4 separate regions of the Mus musculus genome follow, and regions 1, 2 and 4 are each linked to region 3. The links are chromatin contacts, called in public HiChIP or PLAC-seq, Micro-C and promoter capture Hi-C maps. All regions are on one chromosome and are shown on one strand. Each heading gives the region's core, a stretch centred on a gene start, on an enhancer-like site or on the middle of the called end of the contact. The rest is flanking DNA. Distances are from core to core; before and after follow the strand shown. Region 1 holds the start of Cerox1 (cytoplasmic endogenous regulator of oxidative phosphorylation 1). Region 2 holds the start of Baiap3 (BAI1-associated protein 3). Region 3 holds the start of Cacna1h (calcium channel, voltage-dependent, T type, alpha 1H subunit). Region 4 has its middle 24 kb from the start of Gm22645.

Region 1 (2,932 bases), core at 288-2,787, 140 kb after region 3:
AAGACCCCAATTCTCCATCTTTCCCGAAGTCCCCCTTTCCAGCACTATTTGCTCATCCAGTCACCCACCACTGCTACCACCGCCGCCGCTACCACCACCACCACCAATCTCTCTCAAGAAAGACAACAGGACCCAGTGAAAACTATACTTCGACAAAGGCAAGGAAGGCTTTCTGGAAACCAGCCATCCCAAGTTGCCAGGAGTGATGGAGAAACTCCGGGAGATTGTCCTCAGAGCACACACACACACACCCTGAGAATCTCTCGACCTTGAACCTCAACTTGCCGGCCAAGCTGAGAGGGCAAGACAACCTGGCTGTCCTGCTCAGCCCAGTATCACTACTACACACTGTTTCAAACTCGAATAGAGGCAGCTTGGGAGGTGGGACTGTGCAGCTGTCTTCAATAATGCCTGCCTTTCTCAGGCCAAAGTGCTCATTGAGCCTGTCACTTTCACCTGCTCTTTCCTTCCCCAATTCCAGGTTCCTGTGGCCTGGGAGCAGTACCTGCCAGAGGACTTGGACTCCTCATGGACCCCGGAGTCCCAGCTTCTGCCCAGGACAAAGCAGCTTGATGCCTACCCAATATGCCTACAGGCCGTGGTGGCCACTCGATGCTAGGATCCCCAGTTCTGCAGTTCTCAGCAGGATATCCCAGGAGAGGAGAAAGGACTGGAGGGTCACACTCCAGGCACTGGCCTCCGTCCATCTCCAAAGTCCCACACCTGGTGTCTCTGTTGACCAGACCCACCCTGGAACCAGCCCAGGAGCACAGCCCAAGCTGGGGCACGAAGTCACTCCTTTCCTCAGCCTGAGTGTCAAGAGTCCCCACACTCACCGCCACAGCTTGCCTAGGGTCTTGCTGAGCTCTGCGTTATGGAGATGCGGGTACTGGTCCGCCAGCTTGCGGCGCGCCGCCTGTGCCCACACCATGAAGGCATTCATGGGCCGCTTCACGTGTGGCTTGGCCTTGAGCGTGCCGCCACCGCCGCCGCGCACAGGCATAGGCACCAGACTCCAGTCATAACCCTTAAGCACCTGCGACACGGCATCACGGATGCAGGCTGGGAAGCGTTCGTCTGCTGCCTCAGCAGTATCCCCTCGGCCGCCGCCCCCCGCGCGGCCCAGGCCCTCTGATCCCGCGGGCGACGGTGGCGCGTCGGAGTCCGAATCCTCCACGTGTGACATGGAGCTAGCGGTGCCAGACGGGCTGCAGGGAGGCTGGGCGCGGGCCTCACTCATGTCCAGCATCGGGGCCACGCGCGGAGGGGCACTCAGTGGGGATGGACGCAGGGGTCGCGCCCGGTCACTCTGTGGAAGGACACTCTAGAATCCAAGGTTGCCACGCAGGACCCAATCTTTGTCCTCACCGCAGGGGCCCAGCAGCAGCTCCTCCGCCGCAGTAGCTCAGTCTCAGTTCTGGGACCCGCAACAAGTTTCTTTAAGCCGTGGTCGAAACCCCGCCCCTCCCGGTCCGGGTTGGCAGGTCCTCCCCAGGCGGAGCTTGTATGCCCCGCCCCGAATCCAAAGAAGCCTTGCGACCCCGCTCCACCCTCCGTACCACGTGGGCCAGGCGCCCCGCAGCCTGATCCCTCGGCTGAGGCGGGGTCAGAGGGCTAAGGGTGACTGACTGCCCAGTGCATGGATCTCAGCAGCACGGCTTGACTTTCGGGCGGCAGGCAAGGATGCTAATCCACAAGGTTCCTGAGTCCAACATCCCTCCCTCCAATGTGGGGCTCGAATCCGCTATTGCAACCAAACCCGGGTTCTGCCCGCAGGGTGGCGCAATGACAAGAGCCACCAGGTGACCCTGGTAACTCCCGCACCTAGGTGAGCTGGAGGACCCCGGGGCTAGACAGAGGTGGGAGGGCGGGGGCGCTGGGCGGGGCTGCTCTGGCAGTGACTGCTGAGTCCCTGAGGGCGGTCAGGCGGATGGAGGGGCCGGACGCGGGGGCTCGGGTCCTTCCGGGTATGACCTGTGGTGGGGGCGCGGAGGCCCTGGCGGGCGGGCCTGGGTGGTCTGGCGGAGGCGGAAACCACGCTGGGCCGCTTCTCCTCAGCGCCTAGAGAGAAGGCGGAGAGTGCTCAGGGTCGGAGAGGGGACGTTTCTCCCGAGGCGAGAGCCAAGCCTGACTCCGAACCGCGCCCGAGGTCGCCCCCGCGACTTGCCTCCCAGCCCGGAGGTCTCCAAGTGCAGCTAGGAGTCTCTCGCCAAACTCAAAGGAGGCGATGTACCTGCCACCCTAAGCTTGTCTGGGTGGCATAGAGCTGTGGCTCTCGAGAGCTCGGTAACCCTAAAGGAAGCCACCTGTTTCCCAAGCCCGTGGAGGCGGCTGCAGGGAAGAACTGTGGTCTCTAATAATCTCCATCTCCACCCAAGCCGTGAGTGGTGCCCTAACCTTCAGGTCTGGGATCCCAGCCTCCAATCAGACTTTCCCTGCAGACCTGGAAAAGGCCAGTCCTGTGCAGTGTGGCCTTAGGGCATCTACAGCTCTGGACAGAGGGAGAAGGTCCAAGTCCCTGCTTCCTGCTGAGGGGACGGCTAAGGAAGAGAAACTACCTTAATGGTGACCTTATTCTATTCTAGTTCTCTCTCTCTCTCTCTCTCTCTCTCTCTCTCTCTCTCTCTCTCTCTCTCCTCTCTGTCTCCCTCCCTCTTCCCTCTCTGTCTGTCTCTCTCTCTCTCTCTCACTGTGTGTGTGTGTGTGTGTGTGTGTGTGTGTGTGTGTTGTGTCGATGGAGAGCTAGCTGCCATTGCCTGCTGAACTCTCTCCATATTTTAACCATTACCTGCCAAGAAAGGCCCTTCCCTGCACATCTGCAGTGGCAATCCTTTCCCTTGGGGATCCCTCCACTCAGGGTCCCACCTCTTGGAAAGAAGCTGTCTTAGAGGCATAAAGAACCCTGCTAGCTAGTGCACCATCCATCCCAGCA
Region 2 (2,897 bases), core at 397-2,896, 180 kb before region 3:
ATAGCTCCCAGCTGCCCACTAAGCAAAGGAATTATCCGCCAGGAAGCTCTTGCCATATGAACGGGAGGGAGCCTGTCCAAAGCTAGGGTCACTTCATTCTCAGTCCAAGATGCCGGCAAGCTGTACAGAGGCAGGGTTTAACCTAGGACTCTCACCAAGCTGTCACCTACCAGACAGCCCTTTAAAGGTCTTGTGGGGCAGTGAGGCAGAGAATTTAAGGGCAAAGGGCTGGAGGGGTCTCTCTGGGCTTCCAGTCCACAGCAAACACAAGGGTGCTGAGTGGGGTAGTGCCTATGGACCTCTCCACGGCCGGCCTCAGTAGCTCAGCCTCCAGTCCTCAGGTGGTCTACCTGTTACACATTCTGTTTGCAAGCTCATCCCTCCCTGAGTCACAGGGAGTGTAGGGGTGTGTAGGGGGAGATCTGCACTGTGCTCTCTGTGGATGGATGCTCTCCAGGCCTACAGATGGAGACTGGTTCACTCTACCCTGGAGTCTTACCTGCTACTTACCTGTCTCTGTTGAGTTAGTTGCTCCTGATCGGCTGTTTTTGATGATAGGGGCGGGGGAGGCTGTGGTTACCCTCCCCTGTTCTATTGAGGTTACCTTCTTCTCCTTGAAGGCAGGAGGTCTGAAGGGAGTTTGGTCTTGGTCTTGCTTTCTTTCTGTTTCTATTTCTGTCTCTCTCTGATTCTGTCTCTCTGTCTCTGTCTCTGTCTCTACCTCTGTGCCTCTCTCTCTCTCTCTCTCTCTCACACACACACACACACACACACACACACACACACACACACACACACAGTCAGACCCCAGGCAAATGGTGGGACCCGAATTCCTGGGTAACTAGGGAGGAAAAAGGCTTACCCTGGCAGGGATTTTGGGTTACTGAGGGCAAAGGTCTCATGAGGGGAGTCGGAAAGTGGTAGGGACACGGGCGCTGGGGCCTTGAGGGGATTCAACCTGTTCAGAGAAGCCCCGTAGGGCGTCTCCGAGGTCCCCAGCTCCGCTTCAGTCAGGGGCCTCTATTGGGAAAAAGGGTTACAGTCAGGTGGCTCAGCAGCGGCGGCCGTGGGAACCGAGGTTGAAGGTGTGCACTCTCTGGCTCTGGAGGTCTCACCCTTCAACCCTCCCGGGGAATTCTGCAGTGTGGACCTCCAGTAGCCCTTTACTTAGCTCAGAGCCTAGGACGCCGGCCGTGCGACCCCGCCCCTCTCTCTGAGCACGCGCGGCCTCAGTTTCCCCAGGACCTCAGTTTCCCATTGCCTCTGACGCCAGCAATTCCCGTGCTCCACCCGGAGCGTAGTGCAGAAGCCAGGGGTGGGGGTGGGGCTAAGCCCGAGGGGGCGGTCGCGTCCGTCCGTCCGTCCGTCTGTCTGTCTGTGATAAAAAGCAGGTTAAGCCTCGACGGCAGTCTGACGACATTGGGCAGGAGTTACAGCACTCACCGTGGACAGGGCTTCGGGGGCCACAGGGTCGGGGGGGTCCCTGCTGGCGCTGGCGTTGCTGTCGCACTAGCTGGGGACACCGAGGCACAGCGACCGCTAGCAGCCGCGCGCGCTGGAGACTGAGCACTGCAGAGCGGGCGCCGCGGGCGGGGGGCGCGGGCGGGCGGAGGCGGGGCCTGGCCTGGTTTGCTGGTCAGAGGTTCCAGCCCTGCCCACCCCTACCCTGCGCGTTTGGGGTCGGCAGGGGGTCTCTACCAGCACGGTAGTGGCCAGAGAGACCCTGCTCTGGGCACAGGGCTCAGTAACCTACAGGTGGGTGCAGGGACAGGTTGTGTTAGCTGTCCCCCCACCCCCCTTCTCCTGCCCCGAGGGAGGAGGCTGTCACGGGGTCTCCTTCCCAGGGCCGCAGGGAAGCTACAGTCGCCCAAAAGAAACAGTCGCCCAAAGGAAACACGAAGTGCCTGGTGTTTCTTGAAGTGCTGTACAGCCATATCCAAAGTCAACCCTCTCACAAAAGCTCTGCTGCTCAGTACTACCCGGAGCTGCTCTCTTCCAGGGAAGTCAGCTCTGGTATTAACCTGGGACATCTCGTGATGTCACTGCTATCTGTGAATGTGTGCAGAAGACACACATTAAGCCACATCCTGCTGTTCCCAGCCCACTTCTCCTAAGGCCCCCTCCACCACTTGAGGTCACCTGGAGACTTGTTAAATGAGTTGCCTGTCCAGTTCCTAAAAGTGCGAGCTCTGAAGCTGGGGCAGAGGAAATACCTGACAGGGTTCTTTGTGTGGGTTCTCAGCACCCACTGGGAGTTGTTCTTGGCTGTTCCAGGGCTCAGTAGGCCCCTGAAGACTGACACAAACTTCGGTGGGAAACCACTGGTGGCCATGTTGCTTCTAAGTAGTTCCACTTTGGAGTTTATACCAAAAGTCTCATTCTTTTGTTTGTTTGGTTTGGTTTGATTTTTCGTTTCTCTGTGTAGCCCTGGCTGTCCTGAAATTCACTCTGTAGACCAGGCTGGCCTTGAACTCAAGAGTTTCCCACTACTGACCGGTTTAAAGGTCTCATTCTTATGGGAAGGACTCCAACCAGTGTGAGGGTCAGGAAAGCAGGCCTGAAAATTCTCCACTTCAGACTGTAGCAAATGACATCTCTGCTGAGGCGACAGACTTTCCAGAGTGCTGGGCGGGGGGCCTTTGTTCCTCATTACTGGGATTTGGAGAGGAAACATCTGAGGGACAACAGTCAGGCCATAGTCCTTCATTCCAGGGGACATACAGGTGAGGTCACCTGTCTGTATCCCAATTCACATCTCTGTCAGTCCCTCCATCCATCACTGAAGACAGGCACCAGAACAGAATATTGTCCTGCAGAATGCTCCGTTCTCAGTCAACCTCTGGCTTGGCACAGTCCGGCCAGGCAAAAGTGATAAAAGTCAAACCCACTGTCAGGAC
Region 3 (2,700 bases), core at 61-2,560:
GCACACAGCGCCAATGAGCAGGTGGAAACTTTCTCCCTTTCCGGCCCCCAGACTCCAGCGAGGGTCTTCACACAGGCTCAGGTGTTTCCTTTGGAAAGCTAAGAAGGCGGGGATTCCCATCTTTCCCCCCATCCCCCGCCCCAGTAGGACTCCTGGAGTTAACTACCTTTCATTTCCTTCCACCGGCGGCATCCTCGCCGCTTCTGCTCATACTCTCCCGTCCCGAGGTGCCTCTGAACCCAGATTCCACAGGCTAACCCTACCATCTCTGAGAAGAACGCCGCCCTAGCACCCCTACCCAGAGCCCCCGCCGGATCCCACAAGCCGGGTTCACAGGACGTACGCAGAGGAGTCCCACACCCCAGTCCCCAGCGCCCTGCCAACCCTGTAAGGATATGGGTTACAAACCAGTCGGAGGCACCAGCTGCGGGGCCGCGTGGTTTGCCCGAGGCAGAAGAAGACTGTGGCAGCCAGAGCGGGGTATGGGACGGGCTGTTCCTCGTCGGCGCCCAGGTCCGCACCACACTCGGTCCCTGGGCTCTCGGGAGCCAACACGCTCGACCCGGATCCTCGCTGCTCCTCGCGCCCCGGCACCCCAGGGCTCGCTGGGGAAGCCCTCACCGGCGCTGCAGGAGCCGAAGGCGAAGCGCCCAGGGGCACCCGGACCTCGTCCGCTGCCAGCGTGCCCTCGGTCATGGTGGCAGAGGGCAGCACCTGCGGAGAGAGGGGCAGGCGGTGACCCTGGCCCAGGAACGACGCCCCCGCCCCGCCTCAGGCGGAGCGGAGCTGCGGGAACAGCCGCGGCCGCCGGGATGTCTTTGTCTCTCCTTATTAGAGACAAGTGCGCCCCCCGCCCCCTCCCGCCAGCAAAGCCTGGCAGCCCCACCCCCAAGGCCGAGGCGAAGGGTTGCGGGAGCCCTAGGGGCTCCGAGCCCATAGAGCTCAAGTTCAAAGGGTCCCAGGCGCGCAGTAAGCGCGCGTACCCTCCGCATCTCACCTCGCTCCGGTGGCCAGCGGCGTCCCTGTGGGCATAGCCCGGGCGGCGCTGTCACTGGGGACCCAGTCCAGAGCCCGGAGCTGGGCCAGTATCGCCTCCTCGGCCCGCGCCCCCGGCCCACCCGGCACCAGCTCTCGCGGAAGCTCTAGCTCCGGCCCGCCCAGCAGCAGCAACGGTGTCCCGATGCGGAAAACCGCTAAATGCACGGCGGGGCGGGCGCGGACCGCAGGCACGGGCCGGGGGCGCGGCCGAGCCAGAGAGGGAGCGAGCGAGCCCTGGAGCCCGTCCGCGCACAGCGCAGGAAACTTCGGAGTGAGCAGTGGCGGGGAGGCGGGGCGGCGGGGGCGGCCCATGGGGCGGGGCCAACGCGGCCGGGGCGGGCAGGGGGCGACCCTCAGGGACCGAGATAGGGACGGAGAGTGGGCGGGGGTCATCAGCCCGGCCCGCCCCCACCCAGACGTAAGCTATCCCACAACATCCCTTGGTCCGTGTTTCTCCGTGCCGGTACGCCGCCAGCCCCAAGTCCAGGACTGGGCGAACCCGGTCCGCGCCCCCCTCCCCGACCTCTCCTCCCGCCCCATACTGTCTCGCGGGAGAGCACGGCAGCAGGGGGCGCTCGCAGGGATGCTTGGACGAGGGGCGGGGGAAGCGGCGCCAACGTCCTTCCCCACCCCCACTGCGGGGGCGCGGAGCCGGCGGGGACCCCCTCCTTTTCTCGCGCGCCGCCCCTTCTCTTCACTGCTAGGGTCGGCTAGGGGGCGGGGCTCAGCAGGCGTGGGAGGCACGCCGTGACCATGCCCGCGAGGCGCGTGCCCTTCCCCCACCGCGTGTGTCTTGGGTGTGCCGGGGCGCCAGTGTCTTTGGGGCGCGTGGGCGACGTGGGGCGCGTTGCGCGACGCGACACCAATTGTCCTGGGGCAGTCCGGGTACTCTGGTACGCAGCTCCCCCACACTCCTCCCAGTTTCCGCAAACTTGCCGGTGCCCATCCCCCTCCCCCTTCTCCTGGGGACTGGGGCTCTTGGAAGAACCTCGAGAAGGAGTACAAGCCGAGCGGGGCCTCCCAGCACCCGCCAAGGCACACAGAGGGTATATCCTGAGCATGTCGCTGAATCTCCTTTCATACTCCAGTGGTTGCATGACCCTTGTCCCATGAAGGCATGAGCAGAGGGGCTGTTCCCCCCCTCTCCCGCTGGAGGTATGCAGGGATTTTTTTACTTTCTCACAATTACCACACTAGGGCCATAAAATTCCAGCTCTTAGGTGTACATCCACTTAAATTTCAACCAACAAGGGGCTCTTTCACCTTCAGGCCCTGTTATTGGGGAAAACCATTCCTGTCCTAGACAAAGAGCAGCCTCCCTCTGCCCTGGGGTAGCTGGGCTCTTTGGAGGGCCAGAGCAACATAGCAACCTCAGACCTGGATGGAGCCCTGGCAGGGTGAGCTGCAGAGAAGTGGAGTTTCCCATATGTGGTTCTGGGATTCTAAGAGGATTTCACCACTGAGCCTGGGAAGGGCACAGCCTGGGGAAGGAGGTGGAGAACAAGAACCATGTCCTCTGCCTGTCGGTCCAGGCAGGGCAGGCCCCTGGGCCCAACAGCACCTTGTCTTGTATATGTGAACTTTTCAAGAAAAGAAAAACATTTACTCTATTTTAATGCTCCTACTTACCAGTGGGTGGCTGCGGCCCATAATTAAGGTCCT
Region 4 (2,864 bases), core at 164-2,663, 240 kb after region 3:
GCTGCCAGGGGCACTGGTGCCAGCCCTGCAGCTGGGCCTTCTGTGGGTGAGCAACATTTGCATCTCAATGATGGGGATTCATCTTTAAGGAGCCAGCTGTCCAGTTGGGGGAGGGGAAGTCTAATTGGGCAGCGGGGGGTGGGGAAGGGGGTCTGTCAAGTGGCTACAGCTCCCCACACCACTCCCACTCATGGCTTGGGACAAGGAAACGCAAAACAGTGATCGGACCATCTGTATCCCTATCACTGCCCTACCCCACACCATGGCTGCACAGCTGCAGACTGGCTCCAGCCCTGTCTGTGTACAGTTCCCTTTTGTACCCTGGCGGCAGAGGTGGACAGCTCAGGTCTGAGGTCAGGGTGAGGACAGGTCCAGACATCACTGTCACCAGCTCCTTCACGAGACTTCTTCGACTTGTCATCACCTATGACCATCTAGGCAGATCCCTCTCTCTAATGTCCCTCCACTACAGAGAATGCCACTGTAGAGAGGTGAATAGTGTCCCCAAACTCATCCCAACCAAGGACCTCAGAATGTGACCTTTGAAAATAGGGTCTTTGCAGATTTAATAAAGATCATATGATATAGCTGTCCAGGATTAGGGTTGCCCTAATTTGTTCACAAGTTTGTTTGTTTGTTTGTTTGTTTGTTTGTTTGTTTGTGAGAGCTGAGACAGGCTTTCATTATGCAGCCTCAATGGCTTCAAACTTGTTGCAATCCTCCTGCCTCCTCTGCCTCTGCCTCTGCCTCTGCCTCTGCCTCTGCCTCTGCCTCTGCCTCTGCCTCTGCCTCTGCCTCTGCCTCTGCCTCTGCCTCTCTGCAGTGCTGAAGTTACTGGAAGGAATCACCAAGCCTGCAGCCTGAGCATCAGGGTGCATGCCTATAATCCCAGCTCCCCAGAGGCAGAGGCAGGAGGATGGAGAGCAATTTAGCAAGACTGTCTTAAAATTTAAAAAATGTAAAGGGGGCTGCCCTACAGCTTAGTGGTAAATATTCACTACCAGATGTGGAGTCCTTGATTCTATCCCCAGCTGTGAGAGAAGGGGGAGGGAAAGGAGAGGAGAAGGGAGCGAAGGGAAAGAGAGATCAGCATATCAGGGAAGACAGCTGCTTGAAGATGAAACAGGAACTTAAAACAGCAGAGTCCCCGGAGCTGGGGGGACTGTGCGGAATCCTGAGTCCTTGGAGATAGGATGGCCCACACTTTGGTTTGGACCGTTTGCCTCCAGACTGTAGGAGAATAAGCCAGCATTTGAAGCCCCCACATGTGGTCCTTTGTCAGAGCCCCAGGAGATGAATGTGTCCAGGCAGAGTGGAAATCTGGTTATGGCCCAGAGTGGTTTCAGGGGTACCCTCCCAGCCAGCACAAGAGCAGACAGCCTGGATGGGGCTCTCAACCCCAAGTCTGCCCAGCCTCTCCCAGACCTCACCTGCCCCAGAAGGAGGGTGAAATGGAACACCCACCATCTGCCTTCAAGATGCAAGAGGAAGCAGAAAGATGGGCAGATGGCGTAGGCCCTGCCCAGGAGGGAGACATGACAGCAACCAGGGAGAGATAAATGAAGGAAACAAAGGACAGGATGGGACACCAGGAGCACTGTGCTCTGATGACACACACACCCCTCCTTGGAGTCAGAACACAGGCACTGTACCGGCTGGTTTTATGTCTGATGACACAATAATCAGAAGGAGCCTCAATTGAGAACATGCCTCCACAAGATTGGGGTATAGGCAAACCTATAAGGCATTTCCTTCATTAGTGTTCATGGCAAGAGCCCAGCCCAATAATGCGTGGGGCAGCCCTGGGCTGGTGGTCCTGGGTTCTATGAGCAAGCAGGCCGAGGAAGCCATGAGGAGCAAGGCAGTAAGGAGCGCTGTTGCACGACCTTTGGATCAGCCCCTGCCTGCAGGTTCCTGCCCTTCTTAGGTCCTCTCCTGACTTCTGTCCTGTCCTTTATGATGAACTGTGATGTGGGAACATGGGCCAAGTAAACCCTTTCCTTTCTAAGTCGCTTTGGTCATGGTGTTTCATCTCAGTAGTAACCCTAAGACAGGCACTCACAAACATGTCTGAACTCACACAACTAGACATACTAGACACATATAAGCTTGCAGTTGTGTATGTTTCCTACCGACTGGCAAGATATCTGGACACAGGAAAGGTTATCAGGCCTGAGATGTCTACCTTGTGGCTATTCTTGACCCCACAAAGGTAGCCACGCCATAGCCATGGCTGTATCCAGCAGCATCTAAACAAAGCATGCTCTCCAGACTGGTTCCTGCTTAACTGCCTGCCTTTCTAGGCTTGCCCACGGTCCCTGCAAGAAGCCGCCAGATGCTAAGCGCCTCAGCAAGAAAAAGAACTTTCTTCTCAAGTAGAAACATCAGCATCACTGGGCAGTGATGATGCACGCCTTTAATCCCAGCACTTGGGAGGCAGAGGCAGGTGGATTTCTTAGTTCGAGGCCAGCCTGGGCTAAACAGAGAAACCCTGTCTCGGAAAAGAAAAAATAAAAGAAAAAACATCAGCTTCCTGCAACCACGTGACCAGGGCCTTGTAAGGACAGAGGTGCATTTTCCAAGGATCATGGGACACTTCTCAAGGGCACCGTGCCACCCTTATGGAATCCAGCTAGTCCCTCAGCTGTGCTGCGCCTACCCACAAGGATGCCCAGTATCCAGTAGGCCTCAGAAGGCACTTCCCAGCTGCAGGGCCGCAGGCCACTGTCCAGGGCTCCAGTACACCAACCCTGCCTGTTACACCTACTTTACACACAGGCCACAGCAGGCAGCCCACTTGTGCTCCCATAAGCCCTAAGTAAAACCCAGCCCTGGATAGTCACAGCTGTGCCAGGACATGAGGG

What was found. Promoter capture Hi-C pulls out the DNA fragments that hold promoters and counts their contacts. Hi-C and Micro-C count contacts between places; a contact is called where the count stands out from the background. HiChIP or PLAC-seq counts read pairs in DNA pulled down with a chosen protein or histone mark.
Region 1: a Micro-C map of embryonic stem cells shows a contact between it and region 3, with 2.6 times the contacts expected there. The contact joins the promoter of Cerox1 here to the promoter of Cacna1h in region 3. A contact is called at or near these places in 7 of 39 promoter capture datasets (cranial neural crest, embryonic stem cells, epiblast stem cells and 2 more), 3 of 484 Hi-C or Micro-C datasets (all in embryonic stem cells), 1 of 115 datasets of contacts at active chromatin or transcription factors (embryonic stem cells) and 1 of 9 other capture datasets (adipose tissue).
Region 2: a contact with region 3 is called in an H3K4me3 HiChIP or PLAC-seq map of forebrain, with 2.2 times the contacts expected there. The contact joins the promoter of Baiap3 here to the promoter of Cacna1h in region 3. A contact is called at or near these places in 2 of 39 promoter capture datasets (hippocampal neurons and liver), 1 of 115 datasets of contacts at active chromatin or transcription factors (forebrain) and 2 of 9 other capture datasets (adipose tissue and pancreatic islet).
Region 4: a promoter capture Hi-C map of cranial neural crest shows a contact between it and region 3. The contact joins the enhancer-like site here to the promoter of Cacna1h in region 3. A contact is called at or near these places in 4 of 39 promoter capture datasets (the HPC-7 cell line, HPC-7-derived erythroid cells, the SN4741 cell line and 2 more), 2 of 484 Hi-C or Micro-C datasets (the G1E-ER4 cell line and bone marrow-derived macrophages), 2 of 115 datasets of contacts at active chromatin or transcription factors (double positive thymocytes and forebrain) and 1 of 9 other capture datasets (liver).

Annotation. Positions count from the first base shown.
Region 1 is chr17:25,569,274-25,572,205 of GRCm38.p6, forward strand. It overlaps Cerox1 (cytoplasmic endogenous regulator of oxidative phosphorylation 1), which reads left to right and starts at 1,538. Exons shown (of 2, transcript NR_045176.1): 1 at 1,538-1,828. Sox8 (SRY (sex determining region Y)-box 8) reads right to left here and starts at 1,413. Exons shown (of 3, transcript NM_011447.3): 1 at 837-1,413. The coding sequence starts at 1,249.
Region 2 is chr17:25,254,718-25,257,614 of GRCm38.p6, forward strand. It overlaps Baiap3 (BAI1-associated protein 3), which reads right to left and starts at 1,647. Exons shown (of 34, transcript NM_001163270.1): 1 at 1,444-1,647.
Region 3 is chr17:25,432,473-25,435,172 of GRCm38.p6, forward strand. Cacna1h (calcium channel, voltage-dependent, T type, alpha 1H subunit) reads right to left here and starts at 1,311. Exons shown (of 35, transcript NM_021415.4): 1 at 998-1,311; 2 at 398-714. The coding sequence starts at 696.
Region 4 is chr17:25,668,613-25,671,476 of GRCm38.p6, forward strand. No RefSeq gene overlaps it. Among named protein-coding and RNA genes, the nearest start is that of Gm22645, 24 kb to the right of the region's middle. Within about 2 kb of position 1,414, at least 5 of the 459 cell types and tissues checked have an H3K27ac peak or open chromatin away from gene starts, as enhancers often do.